Linked DNA regions of Oryctolagus cuniculus: region 1 is linked to region 2. Evidence: chromatin contacts called from public Micro-C data. All regions are on one chromosome and are shown on one strand. Each heading gives the region's core, a stretch centred on a gene start, on an enhancer-like site or on the middle of the called end of the contact. The rest is flanking DNA. Distances are from core to core; before and after follow the strand shown.

Region 1 (4,904 bases), core at 1,810-4,309, 280 kb after region 2:
AGCCCTGAGAACTCTGCACGTGATCCCCGCCTGCCCTCCTGCCAGCGCCAAGTGGGCCGCCCTGCCTGATGACACTGGGGAATAAAACCCTGGGAGGAACTGTACCTATTTCACCCAGAAAACTCTTTCCAGGAGAAGATGGACGAGCGGAAGGAGACAGATGGGAAGAACTGGACCCCACTCCCTTACAAACCCCAGTCTTCATGTAAACTGGACATTCTCGGATTCCATCTGGAGAGGGGCCCATCCGCTCTGACAAATGCCCTACCTTGCTACTACCTTACTCACCACTACTCTGTCTCACGTCTAAACTCTTTCTTGTACAAACTTTTATTCCACTCATTACTGCTAGCATCTTCAGGCCTACCCATTTTACAGCTGACAACATCAAGGAGAGGAGAATAAAAAGGTGGCCACGCCGGCATGGAGACAGAGCCACCCGGGACCAGCTGCTGTCAGGGTGATGGCAGAGGTAGTTTAGCTCAATCCTCCCACAGCCAACAACCAGAAAAGCAGACAGAAAACCGAAGAGGGAGGTGGGGGGGGGGGGGGCACTGCTAAAGGAGAAGAGATTGTGGAACCACAATCCTGGAGCAGAGCTGGGCGAGCCTTTGTCAGCTTCAGGGCGACAGAGGACAACATTCCAAGGCTCACCTGGCCCCCCTGCGGGCTGGGACCACCAATGTTAGGAATAAGGCCGACACAGCCCACAGAGGCTGAAGTCCAGGCGTCAACAGTGCAGCCCCCGAAACTCAGTTAAGCTCATTCAGAACTGCCTGGCCCCAGCTGCCTCCGGAAACAAAGGCACGTTATGCATCACCAGTCTCCCAGACTGTCACACCTCTGCTCAGACGTCTGCGGCACAGACGTGGGGAGGGAAGTCACGGCGTTTCCCACCTGCTGCGACTTCCGCACCGCTTTCCACACGTTCATGTATTTACAGCTCAGAACAACGCCATGCGGTTGGAACAACCCAGCCTCCACAGAGGCAGGCACTGAGCCACGGGGCAATTAAGCGACTTGCCAGAGGCCACACTGCTATTAACTGGCACAGCTCAAACCCTGGGATTAAAATGAACACACACAACCCAATCTGAGCATGCCAGAAATTTCTAGGAAAAACACATTTCCTTCCCTTCGCAAGCTGTATCAACATTCCCTGGCCCTCCCTCCCTCCTTGCTGCCTCCCTCTCCCACTCTACCTGAGATATTTGGGACCCACCCTCATCTTAAATCTAGGACCGATGACGTGTCAGACTCAACCTCTGTGACACCGGCCCTCCTCCTGGCTCGGAACAGAGGCTGAGATAACGTGAGGGCCACAGGCCACACCCAGCCAGATCACATGCCTCAAAGCCAGCTTCTAAACTCAGGGGAAAAGACCAGAGGAGCCCAGCTCAGACCCAGGGAAGCAAAGAAGGGCTGTGGCCAGATGGGAGCCAGGCCTTTACCCTGGGCCCGGCAGCCTTGCCATCCCACCCTCCAGGCTCAGGTCTCCTTTGGCAGTGTGAGGCCAGGCCTTGTTCTTTGTCCTCCTGGATACAAAATGCAGTCAGACCCCGCCGGGGAGCTGGGACTGCATAAGCAAAGTGGGCGGGTGATACCTTACCCTCCCCCCCCCCCCCCCCCCCCCCGCTCTGCTGTGAGTCCACAGGGGGCAGGTATGGTTTCCCCAAACTACCGAAACCAAAACCAGCACAGGTCTAGGAGGCCCTGAGTGACTCACCTAGTCCCTCCTCCTACCACCCAGGGGGACCCAGGAGCAGGGCCAAAGCCCGCCTCAGTCACACCAGCACAGCGTGGGTCATCTCCAGGGACTCTGCCCACCCTCCCAGGTCACTAGATGGAGGCTTGGGCTACTTGAGGATGTCCCCCGCTCTGGACTCCACAGACTTGGATAGGAAACTGGTCCATGGGGAGAAACTGCAAACTGTGTCAGACCTACACCTGCTGGGCCACAATGCCTACGCCCCAGCTAAATTAACATCCACGGACCTCGGTTCACTCAACTAGGAAACGGAACTGAGAATAATCACCTCCCAGGTGCCGCCAGAAATCCATGAGGGCAGAGAGGTGAGCTCCAGGGTTCCTATATGACAGCTCAAAACCCTCTCCCAAAGACCTAAGCAGGTTTCAAGCAAGCCAGCTCTCCCCCCAAGTACTCCCTCTGTTAAATGGGTTTATGGCTGGGGCATGGGCCATGAGCGGGGAGGGCTGCACAACCTCGCAGCTCTTTCCTGCTCTGTCGCTGGGGATGCCCCTACTCCAACTCAGGCCCAGCGAGGCCTCCCTCCCCAGGGGATCTGGGGCAGGGCGGCCTCTCTGCAGCGCCCAGCGGGCCCACGCTACCCACGCCCAGCCCCCCCACAGCCTACCTCCAGGTCAGCGCTGGCCTGACTCAGGGACATGGGCGAGCAGGTCTTGTGTTCTATCACGCAGACGTGACAGATGCACTCGCCGTGCTCCGGGCAGAAAAAGTCCCGCAGGCGGTTGTGCTGGGGACACTTGCGGCGCTGCAGATCGCGCACGGGCGGCTGCAGCGGGTGGTCCCGGAAGGCGGGGCTGTCGAGGTGCGGCCGCAGGTGCTCCTGGCAGAAGGAGGCCGTGCACACGAAGCACGTCTTCACGGCGGGCTCCTTCAGGCAGTGGTCGCAGGCCACCTGGGCGACCGTGCTGGGGGCCGCGGCGCGCACGGGCGGCGTCCAGCCGTCGCCGGGCGCCCGGGCCTGCTCCACTATCGCGAGCCGCTCGACCACGGAGCACAGCACCGTGTTCTTGTGCAGCTGCGGGCGCACCTGGTAGCTGGTGCGGCACTGAGGACAGCGGAACGGCGGGCCCTGGACGGCCCATGTCTCGTCCAGGCACGAGCGGCAGAAGTTGTGGCCGCACGGGGTGGTGACCGGCTCCTTGAAGGGCTCCAGGCAGATGGAGCACGACAGCTCTTCGGTTAAGGGCAGCAGCTCCGCCATGGCGGTCCTGGGGATGGCACGGGACCCAGAGCGGCGAGCGACTGCCCAGAGGCTCCCGGGGAAACGAAACCTAGCCGGGGAAGGCGGTACCCGCGCCTACCAGGAAGTCGCTTGGGGGCGTGCACGGGGCGGGCCGTAGCGGCCCCGGGAAGCCCGAGCTCGCCGAAGTCCCAGTCGCCCCCTAGCGGGAGGGTCGGAGAGCGGCGCGAAGGCGTGGGGTGGGGTCAGGCGCCCAGCACTGGGACTTCCCGCGCGCCCTTACGCCCACCTCTGGGTCACTCTACGGTGAGTGCACGCAGGCTGGGGATCCTCGTGCCGTGCACTCCCAGCAGGGCCCGTCGGCCTCCCGCACAGCCTTGCCTCCACCATCAGGGTGGGGTCTCACTGTTTTTTCCTGCCTGTGTCTGTCTCCCTTTCTGTCTCTCACCTCCTTTCTCTCCTGTCTTCAGCTTTCTTGCCCCCTTTCCTTCTTTTCCTTCTGAGAGATAGGGGCCGTTTAGCCGAGTGGTGAAGACAACCGTGTCCCACGTTGGCGACCCTGGGCTCCGCTCCTGGCTCTGGCTCTGGCTCCTGACTCCAGCTTCCTGCCAGTGCAGGCCCTGGTAGGCAGCGAGTGATGGTCCCTGCCACCCACGTGGAAGACCTGGCTGGGGTTCCCAGCTCCTGGTTCCAGCCCCTGTGGGTCATTCAGCAGTTAATCAGCACAAGGGAGCTCTTTTCTCTGTGCAAACAAGAGTTAGAAAGCGCAAGTAAGAACAACAGTAGAACTGTTTAAATGAGACTGCCTTATTTTCTTCCCTATTATTCCACCTGTTACCCTCACCCAACTCTCCCCCTATGAACATGCAGTCCCTGGAGGCTGGTGCCAGTGGTCACAGCTTCAGACTGGAACGGGATGACTTCCCTCTAGTGTAGAATACAGCATGCTTTATTTGGAATTCCCATTCCTACATGCCTGGGGCTTGGGGAAACCCAAACTTAACAAGTGTTTTGTCTCACACACACAGAACATCGGAACCTAAGCTCTTTCTTCCTGAAAATCGCTTTGTTAGACTTCTTTCCTTATTTTAGCTCTGTTTCCTACCTCCCTGGACTGGGCGCAGGAAATGTGGGTGCACAGGAACCCGGAAGTGTTCTAGAGGGGATAGGACAGGGGGAGGAGATAGCCGGAGTTTGCCCTGGAGCCAGGTTGGAGCTGTCATCGCCATCATGACTGCTACTTAGGGGGTTCCTGCCATGAGCTACACCAGTCTTGCTTTACCATCTTATAATCCAGACCAACCCTCCAGGTCAGTGTCAGTATGTCCAGCCTACAGATGAGGACCCCATGACCATCCCAGGCCTGGGACTCCAGCTCAGGACTGCTGAACTCAGCATTCCAACCCCTGGCTTCCCCGAAATCCCCCCTTTGTTCTCTTTTCTGTTTTGTTGTTGTTTGAATGCAAAGGAGAAAGACAGAAGGAGGGGGGAGGCAGGAAGGGAAGAATGGAGAGGGTCCAGGAAAAGAAAGCCATGCAAAGCCCTTTAACTAGTTATCATGAGGGAGGTGGCCGGAATGTGGAATGCACTTTCCCGGGGGAGAGGGCTAGAAGGGCTGCTTAGAAAATGAAGATGACCAGAGGGCCACACCTTGCGCTCATGCATCCATGCAGTGTTTATGGACACCTACCATGCAGCAGACCAGTGCTGAAGGAGGGCATGGGAGTCGGCCACAGGCCTGCCTTCTCATGCCGTACCAGGAATACCTTTTGGGTGGGGGCACTGTGGGCATGAATAAAGCACACGCAAAGCACGCTGACGTCGGCAGGAATGGGCACCACGCATGTTAGCCCTTGCCACGGGCTTCCAGAGGGCCAGGGACTGCCCCTGGGCTGGAAGCTGTGCGATGATCAGGAACCCAGTAGAACAATGTCCTCAAGCCAAAGGTGACCCCGT
Region 2 (5,630 bases), core at 2,507-5,006:
GTGGCATCCCCACTTACAGAGGAGAAAATGGAAACTTGCAGTGGTTAGCACATGAGTACGAAGAAGGCAACACAGCAGGGCCAGGACTCCAACCTAAATCCACCTGACCCAAAAGCCATGTTTGTTGGGGCCAGCATTGTGGCTCAGCAGGTTAAGCCACCCACCACCCACAACACCAGCATCCAATATCGGAGGGCTGGTTCACGTCCTGGCTGCTCCACTTTCCATCCAGCTCCCTCCTAATGCAACTGGGAAGGCCAATGATGACCCAAATGACTGGGCCCCTGCCACGCATGTGGGAGACCCAGATGGAGTTCTTGGCTCCTGACTTGGGCATGGCCCAGACCCGGCTATTGCAGCCATTTGGGAAATGAGTCAGTGGATGGAAGGTCTGTCTCTATCTCTGTCTCTCTCTCCTTCTGCCCTTCAAATAAATAAATCTTTAAAAAAAGAAAAAAGATCATCTTGGTGCTGTCCTTTCCCTGCCCGTGACCTTTCCTCCTGCACCCCCACCCGCCTGGCCCCTCTGTGCCACTCACGCAGTGTGCACACTCAGCCTAAGCCTCAGATCTCCCTCTGCCCGACTGTGATAAGCACACAGATTCCTTTCCTTCATCAAACTCAGCTACAGCTCAGCTCTCCCGTTCTGCTCTTAGCCATCTGAGCCTCTGATACCAGCATCCCCAGATTCACTGGGCACCCAGTGCATGGGTCACCCCCCAGGGGACACACAGTGGGGGACCACATGCTCCCCAAGACTGGCATATTAGAACTGTACTGTGAAAATGGCTAGGTGTGGTTTGAAAATACTAGAGCTGATATAATTCCTTTGACTTCTTTTTTGTTCATCATGGTGCATTGCAGAATTTCAAACAACATTCAAAGAGCATGAAATAGTCACAGTTATCAAAAGGAGACACAGGTTTAAAGGGTGTGGGAACACTGGCCAGCAATATCACAGGAATGCATAAATAGGTTCCCAAGTGCCCTTAACACTGTCTTCATTTTATTTTTTTTAAAGATTTATTTAATTATTTATTTGAAAGGCAGAGTTACAGAGAGGCAGAGGCAGAGAGAGAGAGGTCTTCCATCTGCTGGTTCACTCCCCAGATGGTTTCAGTGGCCAGAGCTGAGCCGATCCGAAGCCAGGAGCCAGGAGCCAGGAGCTTCTTCTAGGTTTCCCACACAGGTGCAGGGGCCCAAGGACTTGGGCCATCTTCTACTGCTTTCCAGGCCATAGCGGAGAGCTGGATCAGAAGTGGAACAGCCAGGACTTGAACCGGCGCCCATATGGGATGCCAGCACTGCAGGCAGCGGCTTTTTCCGCTAGGCCACAGTGCCAGGCCCACCTTCATTCTCTTGCCGTATCACCCCTCATGGGACTGAAACAGTCTGCAGAAGTGGAAGTCAAGTTCTCATTCTTGAGTCTCCTTTGTGTCGTCCCCTCAGTCTTCACCAAACCACCCTCCACAAACAGGTCACCCATCCAGTCTCCAACACAGTTCCTTACGGCTTTCCTGGCTCAGTCAGATCTCCCCAGCCTAAATCAAGGACTAAAGGTTCTGCGTTGTTCTTGAAACAAACAACAAAAATCAGTACTGGGAAGAGAAGAGGGAGGCTGATGGAACAGAAAACAGCGCAATAAAATGTCACGGATTGGAAGCGCCCTGTCTCAGGAGGGCTGGGCTACGCGGTAGCCATTAAAAACTCTTCCCTGGAAAATTCTTTTTTTTTTTTTTTTTTTTTTAAGTTAACTCAAAGCTGGGCCAAAACTGTTCAGGAACATTTCATCTCCACAAGAAAACAACACCTGGACCACGCCCCCACGCGGCACATCAGAAAGCGCCCAGTACGACTGTATGTCAGGTTGCCAATCAGGCGTTATATCAGAATCAGCCCAACTCGAGGAACCAGTAAGCTGCGCCTGTCTCCAGGATTCTCCAAAGCAAGAGTTCCTGTGGTGGGCAGGACCCTGGGAAGGGAATTCTAGTGGCGGCCTGGCTAGGTAGGGTTGAGGGGGACACTTTGGCCGCACCGCCCAATTGCTATACTGGCCAACTAAGTGCTTTCCTCCCTTGGCAGGTGATAAGCTCCTTTTGGGGGTATGAGGATGGAGGGGAGGGGCAGGTTGAAAGGAAGAGTCAGCTCTTTGGGGGAGAGGAGGTGGAGTGACACTGGCTGCCACTGTGGGACCCCCTGCTTCCCGCTCCAGGGACTTCTGGTGAACGCGCGGATCATCCACTCCAAGCTCCTTTTCTCCAGCTTTTTCCACGCTCCAGTCGCCACAAAGCAAACTGGGTTCGGGAGAGAAGCTTAGATTCAATTCCTCATCCCGGGAAAGTTAACTGGAGGGGTCGGGCCAGTGCCCAGTGATCGCTCGAGAGAAACAGCTCCTGAAAGAGAGGGCATCGCGCGCAGGTTTATTTAAGAATCGCAGGAAGGTAAGGCTGGAAGAGGAAGAGAGCTAGGGCACGACAGCGGAAACGAAGGCACAGAGTCCACCAAGGAGGAGGTCGCGGGAGGCAGAAGGTGCGGCACTTGTTCTTGGGAAAGTTGAAGGGATTGGGAGGGAGCCGCTGGGTCTTTTGCTTCCACTGAGGTCCCGGAGAGCTTCGAGAAAACAGCCAGAAGCAGAGCCGGGCCCTTCAGCACACGCAGACGCGCACAAAATGACCCGGGCACAGCAGGGGAAACTGAGCCAGGCAGAGTGGGCTGCAGCCCGGAGCCCACCAGCGCCAGTTGCAGGGCTTGCAGCGGGCCAGCAGAGGGCGCGCCGCCCCCAGGGAGCCGAGCGGCGGCAGCGCGGAGCCGGGCGGGCGAGGGGAGCCGCCGGCGAGCCGGACGCGCCCCTGCGGCTGGGCCACTCAGGGTGCAGGACCCGGCCAAGGAGGAGGAGGAAGAGGAGGGTGAGGAGCGAACCCCCATCGTGGGCCCGGGGGTCAGACGGGCAGGAGTGCTTCCTGGGAATTACATCACGCTGCGCAACGCTGCGGCTCTCGGACTCTCGGGCGCAGTGTGGAGGGAGGGGGCGGGGAGGGGGACCCTGTGCGCGCGTGTATTGGGGGAGGGGACCCAGCCCGAGCCCTGGAGAGAAGCAGGCGAGACGCGCCCGGGGAAAACGCTCCGTGCACATGGAGAAATTTCTTGCTCCGAACTGCACGGAGAATCGAGCTGCCGGCACCTCTCCGCTGCTCCCTTCCCAGTGCAAAGCACCCAGCTAGTAAGGAGCAAGCCCCCTGCCCCAGCTCCACCGCGAGCACCCCCAAGAACCGGCCCTGCACCCTCCAAGCCGGCTCCAGCGCCTCAGCGAGCTTTCCCCGGGACTGGCCCTGGCGGGGCGCCTAGAGCCCCAGTTGCATTGCTCCAGAAGAAAGGAGGGGGGCGGTGCATTTTGCAGGAGGAGGAGAAGGGGGGTGGGTGGTGGGGGAGAGAGAAAATTGCGCGGAGACCTGCCAAGCGCCACCGCCGCCGCCGCCGCCGCCGCCGCCGCCGCCACCGCCGCCGCCGCTGCCGCCGCCGCCGCCGCCGCCGCCGCCTGGGAGCTCCGGCGGGCAGCCGGGCTGTCGGCTTCCCGGGGCATCTGGGTCCGGCGGGGCACAGCCCTGGGCGCTGCCGAAGCCGCCGCCGCCGCCTCCGCGGCGAGTGCAGGCGGCTACCCCCCGAGCCTGTGCCGCTCCGGCTCCTCGGGGGTGGAGGGGTGGGGGGTGGGGTTGTTGTTTGGGGGGAAGGAGGGGGAGGGGGCAACGCCGAGAGAGTCAGTGGTTTCCATGGTGATGGAGCTGAAAGTGCAGGAAATTTAAAGGCTTGGACCCTGCGAGACAGACAAACCGGTGCCAACGTGCGCGGACGCCGCCGCCGCCGCCGCCGCTGGAGTCCGCCGGGCAGAGCCGGCCGCGGAGCCACGAGCAGGCGGAGGGAAGTGCCCCAGGAGCCGCTCGGCCCGCGGCGCTGCGCACAGCGGCCCGGCGAGGAGCAGCGAGAGGAGCGAGAGGAGCAGCAGGAGCAGCAGGAGCAGGAGCAGGAGCAGCAGGAGCAGCGGCAGGAGGAGGAGGAGGAGGAGGAGGAGGGGAGAGCGGCTCGTCCACGCGCCCTGCGCCGCCGCCGGCCCGGCCAGGCAGCCAGGAGCCGGCGCCCCCCGAGCCCCGCGGCCGCCCTGGAGTCCTTTCGGATGCCCCGCCGCGGCCGGCGTCCCGAGTAGAGCGCGGAGAGGAGTTGCGGCCAACTTGCGTGCCTGTTCTCCGCCCCGGCGGGAGCCGGCGCTGCGCGAAGAGCTCTCTCTCCCCGCGGCTCATGCTGCCCGCCCTGCGCCTGCCCAGCCTCGGGTGAGCCGCCTCCGGAGAGACGGGGGAGCGCGGCGGCGGCGCCGCGGGCTCGGCGTGCTCTCCTCCGGGGACGCGGGACGAAGCAGCGGCCCCGGGCGCGCGCCGGAGGCATGGAGCGCTGCCCCAGCCTGGGGGTCACCCTCTACGCCCTGGTGGTGGTCCTGGGGCTGCGGGCGGCACCGGCCGGCGGCCAGCACTACCTCCACATCCGCCCGGCTCCCAGCGACAACCTGCCCCTGGTGGACCTCATCGAGCACCCGGACCCTATCTTTGACCCCAAGGAGAAGGATCTGAACGAGACGCTGCTACGCTCGCTGCTCGGGGGCCACTACGACCCGGGCTTCATGGCCACCTCGCCCCCCGAGGACCGGCCCGGCGCGGGCGGCGGGACGACGGGGGGCGCCGAGGACCTGGCCGAGCTGGACCAGCTGCTGCGGCAGCGGCCGTCGGGGGCCATGCCGAGCGAGATCAAAGGGCTGGAGTTCTCCGAGGGCTTGGCCCAGGGCAAGAAGCAGCGGCTCAGCAAGAAGCTGCGGAGGAAGTTACAGATGTGGCTGTGGTCGCAGACCTTCTGCCCTGTGCTGTACGCCTGGAACGACCTGGGCAGCCGCTTCTGGCCGCGCTACGTGAAGGTGGGCAGCTGCTTCAGCAAGCGCTCGTGCTCCGTGCCGGAGGGCATGGTGTGCAAACCTTCCAAGTCGGTGCACCTCACCGTGCTGCGGTGGCGCTGTCAGCGGCGCGCGGGCCAGCGCTGCGGCTGGATCCCCATCCAGTACCCCATCATCTCCGAGTGCAAGTGCTCGTGCTAGAACTCGGGGGCCCCCTGCCCCGCACCGGGACACTTGGTCGAGAGCCCCGCCGACGCCCCCCTACGCCGCCCCCAACCAGTTCCACCACCCTCTAGTGAGGGGTTTTTCAATGAACTTTTTTTTTTTTTTTTTTTTTTTTTTTGGCTACAGAGACCTAGCTTTCTGGTTCATGTAATGCACTGTTTAACTGTGTAGGAATGTATATGTGTGTATATACGGTCCCAGTTTTAATTTACTTATTAAAAGGTCAGTATTATACGTTAAAAGTTACCGGCTTCTACTGTATTTTTAAAAAAAAGTTAAGCAAAAGGAAAAAAAAAGAACAGAGAAAAGAGACTTATTCTGGTTGTTGCTGACAATGTTAACCTGCTATTTATATTCCAGTGCCCTTCGCATGGCGAAGCAGGGGGGAAAAGTTATTTTTTTTTCTTAAAGTACAAAGAGAGGGGAGAACTTTTGTAGAAGGACTTTTTAAAAGCTATTTTCCATTCTTCGGAAA

What was found. A called contact is a pair of places that touch in the nucleus more often than the background predicts.
Region 1: a Micro-C map of ear pinna shows a contact between it and region 2, with 3 times the contacts expected there. The contact joins the promoter of TRIM25 here to the promoter of NOG in region 2. A contact is called at or near these places in 2 of 6 Hi-C or Micro-C datasets (ear pinna and an unstated tissue).

The regions. Positions count from the first base shown.
Region 1 is chr17:32,519,889-32,524,792 of mOryCun1.1, forward strand. It overlaps TRIM25 (tripartite motif containing 25), which reads right to left and starts at 3,060. Exons shown (of 9, transcript XM_070060915.1): 1 at 2,376-3,060. The coding sequence starts at 2,969.
Region 2 is chr17:32,236,285-32,241,914 of mOryCun1.1, forward strand. It overlaps NOG (noggin), which reads left to right and starts at 3,757. Exons shown (of 1, transcript XM_002719279.5): 1 at 3,757-5,630. The coding sequence starts at 4,433. The coding sequence ends at 5,131.